Linked DNA regions of Rattus norvegicus: region 2 is linked to region 1. The links are chromatin contacts, called in public Hi-C maps. All regions are on one chromosome and are shown on one strand. The core of a region is the stretch at or near the end of the contact, and the rest is flanking DNA. Distances in the headings are between cores, read along the strand shown. Region 1 overlaps Iqck (IQ motif containing K). Region 2 holds the start of Gprc5b (G protein-coupled receptor, class C, group 5, member B).

Region 1 (3,811 bases), core at 455-2,954:
AATGTCTGGCCACTCAGCAGGCTGAAATAGGCCACAGTACTATAAATAGGGGCCTTAGGCCGCTCTGGGATCAGGTCTCAGGCTAGGTTCCCCCTCCCCCTTCCCTCTCCAGTCCCTTCAGTCATTTAAATAAAACTACAAGTGCGTTTTCAGGTATCAGTGCCCCCAAAGCTTGTCATCTTTGACAGGCTGTGAGAAGCTCCTTTCTGTCTTGTAGGATCAACTCCAGTATGAGATGAACCCCAAATGACCTAGGATTTGCATACAAGCCAATGTGGTGGGTTGGTGCTGTCATGAGTGCAGTGGGCTGGTGCTGTCATGAGTGCAGTGGGCTGGTGCTGTCATGAGTGCAGTGGGCTGGTGCTGTCATGAGTGCAGTGGGCTGGTGCTGTCATGAGTACAGTGGGCTGGCAGTGCCATCAGTGCAGTGGGCTGGCAGTGCCATCAGTGCAGTGGGCTGGTGCTGTCATGAGTACAGTGGGCTGGCAGTGCCATCAGTGCAGTGGGCTGGTGCTGTCATGAGTGCAGTGGGCTGGTGCTGTCATGAGTGCAGTGGGCTGGTGCTGTCATGAGTGCAGTGGGCTGGTGCTGTCATGAGTGCAGTGGGCTGGTGCTGTCATGAGTGCAGTGGGCTGGTGCTGTCATGAGTGCAGTGGGCTGGTGCTGTCATGAGTGCAGTGGGCTGGTGCTGTCATGAGTACAGTGGGCTGGCAGTGCCATCAGTGCAGTGGGCTGGTGCTGTCATGAGTGCAGTGGGCTGGTGCTGTCATGAGTTCAGTGGGCTGGTGCTGTCATCAGTGAAGTGGGTTGGCAGTGTCATCAATGCAGTGGGTTGGTGTTGAAATTCGGGCCTCACAAGCCTAATGCTGTTCTACCTCCTTTGCTGTGTGGCCTTGGATTGGCATTGAGCTTCTCCAAGCCTCACTCTCCTCATCTACAAACTGTAGCTAGCAATAAGACAGAATTCTCGTTCCTCTTTGAGAACCCTGACTTTCAAACTTGACCATATATTAGAACACCCTGAAGTCGCTACTTCAGTCAGGAATAGCATGGCAACACTGGAGCAGGTCTTCACTGTTGCTTGGGTTCAAGTTCTGGGCTATAATACATACTGGTTTCAGGGCATTATTTGCCTGATGGAGGCTCAGTTTCTTCTTTGAAAAGGGTGAAAATACTGCCCACCTCACAGATTTCTTCTGAGAATTAATAGTGTGCACATAGCTCCTAAAACAATGGTCACAGGTCCCACAGTAGAAACCCTCCAGAACTGTCAGCTAAGTGTGGACGAGAGGGAAGGGCTCAGAGCGTGCTGTGTGACAGGGTCCTTGGCACAGCACACTGGCGTAATTTACCCTGTAACTCACTGAGAGGTTCATCAAATACCTCAAATGCCTTTGCATTCAGATTCATCCCTAATCCTCTGGACATTCAGTTATCAAGAGAAGCTGGATGAACTTCGTCTGAACTGTCATCATTGAGAAGTGGGGGAAATTCCATTTCTTTCTTGTATGTGCTGCGACTTGTCCCTGGGGGGCAGCGGGGGGACTTCAGTACAAAAGTAGGTGTAGCTTCCTGGGAGAGGGCCTTCTCAGATCCGGGCATTGCAAAGACTACCTCAGGAAAGGCAGCTGGTGCTGGTGAGTCACCCAGATCCTGATTTCCTGATCACGGGCTAGCAGCCCGAGTGCTCCCTTGACTCACACTGGAAGGATTTGCAGTAATCAGCGTGGTATTTGTGTAGGAACTGAAACAACCGAGCAGCACAGATGTGCTAGGCAGGGCTTGTAACATTGAGCTCATTCCTAGCGTTCTCTTTCGGGGAAGCAGGGTGGCCCAGGCTTCAGCCCTTTGGAGTTACTTGGAGTCCTTCAGGTCTTGTTCTACCTCACTGGCATGCATTCGAACTCCAGGATGGGGGTCTATTTCAACAGAACCCAAATGACATCAGTGTCATTTGTTGAACTTAAAATCTGAGTGACAGTGGTTTTTTTTTTTTTTTTTTTTTAAAGACAAGAGTCCATATGACTCACCAAATTAGTCAGATTAGTGTGAGAGAGCTGGAAGAGGCAACAGAAGAAGCCGGGGGCTGGCGCTGTAACGCCCTCACAGGGGTCAAGACAGGTTGACAAACCATACCTGAAGGACAATATCCAGCCACTGTCCAATCCTTGGGTTTTATTCTTTGATAAATAATTTTTTTGTAGCACTCAAGATTGAATCTATGGCCACATACATGCAAAAGAAGTCCTCCACCCTTGAACAACAGCCCCAGTTCTCTTTTTACCTTCTTATTTTGAGTTAAAAAAAAAAACTCACTAAGTTGTCCACACTGGCCTTGAACTCGTGTCCCACCTGTTTTACTTTCTGTAGTAGTTGGGATTATAGGCCTGCCCCATTCAATCTGGCTACAAAGTTCTTTTTCCCCCCACGTGTGTATGTATGCACCAACCCCCTCTCTTTCTGTGTCTCTGTGTGTGTATGTGTGTGTGTGTGTGTGTGTGTGTGTGTGTATGTGTGTGTCTATGTGTGTGTGTCTATGTGTATGTGTGTCTATGTGTGTGTGTCTGTGTGTCTGTTTGTGTGTGTGTGTGTCTGTGTGTGTGTGTTCCAAATACAATTTTACTGGAACGTAGCTACACCTATTTAGCATATTGGCTGCTGCTTTTATGTTATATGGCAGCATGGAATTGGTTTGAAAGAGACTTCAAGGCCCACAAAAGCAACACTATTTACTCTCTTGTTCGTTCCAATCAAAAAAGTTCACTAGTTACAGACATGACCTCAGATGTGGAACTAAGACCATCAGAAGTTATAAACTAATTTTGAAAGTGAACCTCTAAAGAAGAGGGGAGTCAGCAGCCAGCACCAACTTGAGCATTCAGGCCCCGAGCATAGCATTGTGAGTTTGGGAAATAAGTATGTTTACAATGACTATATAGATTTACTAGAACAAAATATAGACGACGCTGGAAAAACAAGATAGTGCGAAAAGAAAGGGGGAAATTCAGATTTGAAAAAGAAGTGTGCTGATGTTAGAGGAAAGTCCTCGGTGAATGGGCAAAGATGGCTGTGTGGTAGGATGCTTGCCCGGCCTGCATGAGGGGTAGGATGCTTGCCCGGTCTGCATGAGGGCATGGGTCCAACCCTAGTGCTCACACCAGTGAGAAAAAAATATTTAAAAGAAAAATGCACAGACACAAAACCCAGAACAAACAGGCAGTGCCCCTCAAGTTTCAGTGTCCATTAGCAGTAATGGAGTCGGTTAAAGCCCAGCTTCCTGGGCCCGCCCCTCTGCTTGGTGCTGACTTCACAGGCTTGGCTGGGTACAGAGGTTGCCGATCTGTGGATCACTTCTCTGATACCGACAGGTAGACACAGCTGGAGGAGCAGTTAGTGAGAGTCAGGTCTGGGAGAGAGGGTGAAGCTGAGGGCGAGGAGGAGAAAGAGCAGCTGAGGACCGACAAGATGAGAGGGCCAAAGTGACAGTGTACTAAGAATTGCAGGAATCGTGGGAGGCATAGTGGAGAAGCCAGACTTGTAAAGGGCACTGAAAAGTGAACCCTGAGTGAGTTGGATAAAGACAAGGCCATCCAAAATGTTCCACAGCAAAGCCATGGGACATAATCCTCAAAGCTGCCCTGCAGCAGATTCCCCAAAGAAAAAGCCAGAGAGCAATTATAGACTTTCTCATCAGCCATAGAAAAATGCCCTAGACATTGAGTGTTGTGTCTGCTGATCAAGGGGAAAAACAGCACGGAACCTAGAATTACGTACCCACTCACCCATCACTCGAGAGCTGTAAATATGCCTC
Region 2 (3,811 bases), core at 660-3,159, 63 kb after region 1:
CTCATCTCCAACCTTCTCCGGCCTGGATGCCCTCCCCTGTCTCAAATCGCCCCTTTCAGTGGAGGCCCCCTTCTTGCTGGGTCCACTAAAAAACGCCACTCATAAATCCTGGTCACTTTATTTTCCAGGCTGCCCTGTCCCAGCAGGTGTAGTATGAGGTGGTATTTATTTCCTCCATTAGAGTTTCTTCATCTACTTCTCTGCACACTTCCTTGCCCCCCAAATCTAGATCTACTCATTTTATACAAGATATTTCCTTAGCAGTCGGTTATGTATACACCACATGTGTTGAAAACAAACAAACGAACAAACAAACAAACCAATAAAGATTAGAGTCTATCTTTATAAAGAAAGTCCTCTTCTTGGCTGCCTGGGCCCCAAACTTTTAACTCCTTCCCATCCCCTCTTCTCCTCTTCCTACCCTTTTTAGACTTAGACGCGAAGGGATCAGGGAAACAATGTTCATAGCCCAGATAGAAAACCAGCCTGGAGGAGGGTTTCCAACCAACAGATGCAAATTTGCATTCTATTTACATGTCATTTGCATGCAGTTTAACTCCAAGTGCGGTTATTCCCAAAGCTCTGAGTGCCCACCGAAGAAACTTAGGAAATAACGTTCTGAAGTGCTGTGTGTGGAGGGTGTGCTTGGCCTCTCCTGCATTCTCGTCTTTGTGGGTACCCCCGGAGCTTTCTGGACGCTGTTCAGGTGCCCCCACCCCGGCGCAGTCGGGCGGCCGATGCGGCGCGTGTGCTGGGGCCCCAGGCGGGGACGATGGTGCCCGCCACACTCCCCGGGCCTTTGTCCCTCTTCCAAAGAGCCGCCCCTTTGGCGAACAGAAGAAGGGGAGAACTGGCTAGGCGTGGGTCTGACTGAGCAAGAACAGGGGAATGAGCCCTCTGTTCTGGGGGCGTCCTCTGGGGCAAGGTCGGTGGGCCGATCCGAAGCTGTTTAAACAGCTACCTCCAGCCAAGGAGGGGTGCGGGATCCTTGTCTGGGCTCATCTCTCCCTCTGGGCCCATGAAATGTGTGGGGTCCTATGGGCTTCAAGCCTCAGTCCGCTAGAAGGGGGAGGGGGCGATTCTCTGAGTAGTCCTTACCCCTAGCCTGGCTGCTTTCCTCAGAGGCTCAAATGCCCTCGCCTGGGATAGAAATTCTTCCGCTTCACGGTAATCAGCGGTCCCTGCATTTCCAGCCCACTATTTGTCCCCCAGCTTCAGATTTCCTCCCCGTGGTGCCTGCCCTCTCGCGCCTTTTTCCAAGAGTGCGGAGCCACTGCGGGCTGCAAGCTGGGTCCCCCAGACCCTGCGGCAGGTGAGGTTTCACGTCTCCAAAGGCCATGTCTGCGTAGTTCAGGACCAGCATCCTGGCTGCCCTAGCACCCAACTAACCGCCAGGCCCCTGGAACCTGCCTGCGATGCCCCTCACAGGGGTCACTAGCACAGGACCGGATTCCCCTTTATTCCCTGCTGCCTGTAGCCTGTCGTCACCCGGGACCATGCCCAGAGCCTTGGCTTCTACCGTGGATCCCCTACCAGATAAAGGTTCCCAAACCCCTGCCCTCTGTCGGTCCTCTGCGGCTCTTTTCCCGCCGCACTGTGTCAACCCTCACTTGAACCCCATAGCTTCTCCTGCTGATGTACCCCGAGGAGGGAGAACAGAAAAAGCAAGAGCCGGGATCCTCTCCGGAGCTTCTCAAATCCACGGCGGGAAAAGTTTCTGGGGTCCCTGCGGCGCCCTCCCCTTGACCGCGCTAGCTGGTACTCACCGACCCTCGCGTCCCCGCAGCGCCGACGCTTCTGCTGGCCCTGGGCCCAAGTCACATCTCTGCAACGCGCCCGCGGCCCCCGCTCTGCGCGCACGCCCGCCAGCCGAGCCCGCCTCACTGCATCGCCCTTCCGAGCTGCGGCCGCGCGAGGCGCCCCCTGGCCCGGCCCGCGCTGCAGCAGCCACGGCCCCGCCCCTCCGATAGGCTCCGCCCCATCAGGCCCCGCCCCGGCCGGTCTGCAGCTCTGCTCAACCTAGGACCGGAGCCGCAGCTAGCCCGCAACCCCAGGCGCCTGTTGTTCAGAGCGCTAAGACGCCTTTCTCATCCAAACCTCCGGTGTCCCAAATTCGAGGAAATCTCCCTGTTAAGGGTCCAGACGCACAGTTGCTCAGATTGATCTGTTTGTAGAAACATCCTCAGCCACATACGACGCAATATTCCCGTGGGGGTCCTAGAGTGGCACTCCCCAAACAGTAGGTCCTGGACTCAGACAAGGTCTCACTGCATGCGTTCTAAAGTCACCAAAGCCTCGCTGTGATGCCCTTAGGCAGGTCCCCGCCGAGCACATTCTCTATCCTCTTCCACCCCGCTCCAGCCCGCCCTTTTTAAGCACACTGAACCCAGCACCGGTATCCTTGGCCATCCCAAATGTGAACGTCACCACGGTGACCTCCTCATATTGGTCCGTGTATATGATCGCCACCATCTCTCACACGTCATTCACATACGCACACATCTGCCACTCTCTTAGGCACAGATACCCAGAGAGACCAGATTCTGGCTGTGCTTTGCACTTACGCTCAGGGCACAGATACCGCCAGTGACCATAGAGCAGGCATCGGACATATATGCAGGAGGGGGGTCTAGGACATCCATCACCTCTGAGGTCAGCACTATCTAGATTAGGTTAGGGAGACTGTGCTTCGGCATCCCCTGTAGCAAGCTGGTAGTCTCAGATCGTTCTTCGCCTTTTCTTAGTCTCTCAAAGTCCTTTTATCTCTTTCTTCAAGTCGGTTTTCTTCGGGTCAGGCCACATACAGCTTGGTCATGCGTCTCTGAATATTTTTTTCTTTTTAAGGACACATAAAAGGGACGTGCTCCTAGGACACAGCCCTTACCCTATGCTTGCCGAGATGTCTCCTTACCAGAAACAGGGCTTGGTACACAGTAGGCATTCATTAAATGTTTTGCAGGACAAGGTCTTCCCAAGCCGGTACTGGTCAGACTCCGGACCTGGAACGTGGATGGGCACTGCCCCCTGGTGGTGCTTTGAGGAACTGACGCCGACAGCTTCTAAACTTTTGCCTTCCTAAGTCTTCCAGGCCTCAACTGTATAACCCAGACTATTTTAAAATGTGACCACTGGGGTACACCTGGAACACATTGTAAAGTTCTCCGCACAGGCATCTGGCCGTGAAAAGTCCCATTCAGTGTTGGGTGAGAAACTTCTGGGTCCATGTCCCAGTGGTTCAACTACTGTCATTTCCAGGGTCAGACAGCATCCCAGAGGAGCTTCAAGTCCTTAAAGAGACTGCTGGGTCTGCAGGCTTGGAGAGAACAGTACCAGGATCTCCCAAGGGTGACATCCATCTAGTGAGTGACCAACTTATGTGCTCACATGCTCAGCCTACTTCTGGCTGACCAAAGAAATAAGAAACTGCAAACCAAGTAGTTTCCCTGGTTCAACTTGTCACCTCAAAAATGATAAGGGCTGGGAGCCTCCCAGTGATGCTCACTCTGTGAGACTTTGTCTGTTGGTGTCTCCTGCCACACTGGAACTCAGTACCATCCAATCTGCTCTATCCAGCCCTTGAGCGCTTTCCCGGGGACTGCCACCATTGTGCAGTTAAGTGTTGTTTCTAGCGGCTATAAGTGCACAGTGCATCTGATGCTAAAAACTTAGTGCTTTGGAGGTTGGGAGCTGAATCTTGATGGTGGAGTCCTGTCATAGCATGCAGGAAGCCATGGGTTTGATTCCTGACTCTTCATCAACCATGTGTGGAGGTGTACAGCTCTAATCTCGGCTCCCAGCTGATGGAGGCAGG

The links. Hi-C and Micro-C count contacts between places; a contact is called where the count stands out from the background.
Region 2: a Hi-C map of the Rat2 cell line shows a contact between it and region 1, with 3 times the contacts expected there. The contact joins the promoter of Gprc5b here to the enhancer-like site in region 1. A contact is called at or near these places in 2 of 12 Hi-C or Micro-C datasets (the Rat2 cell line and frontal cortex) and 1 of 1 datasets of contacts at active chromatin or transcription factors (oligodendrocytes).

What each region holds. Positions count from the first base shown.
Region 1 is chr1:182,707,252-182,711,062 of GRCr8, forward strand. The region is part of intron 7 of Iqck (IQ motif containing K); the gene reads left to right. Among named protein-coding and RNA genes, the nearest start is that of Gprc5b, 63 kb to the right of the region's middle. Within about 2 kb of position 1,705, at least 39 of the 93 cell types and tissues checked have an H3K27ac peak or open chromatin away from gene starts, as enhancers often do.
Region 2 is chr1:182,770,367-182,774,177 of GRCr8, forward strand. Gprc5b (G protein-coupled receptor, class C, group 5, member B) reads right to left here and starts at 1,910. Exons shown (of 4, transcript NM_001398762.1): 1 at 1,767-1,910. All of the region lies in intron 2 of LOC102550985 (a long non-coding RNA gene), which reads left to right.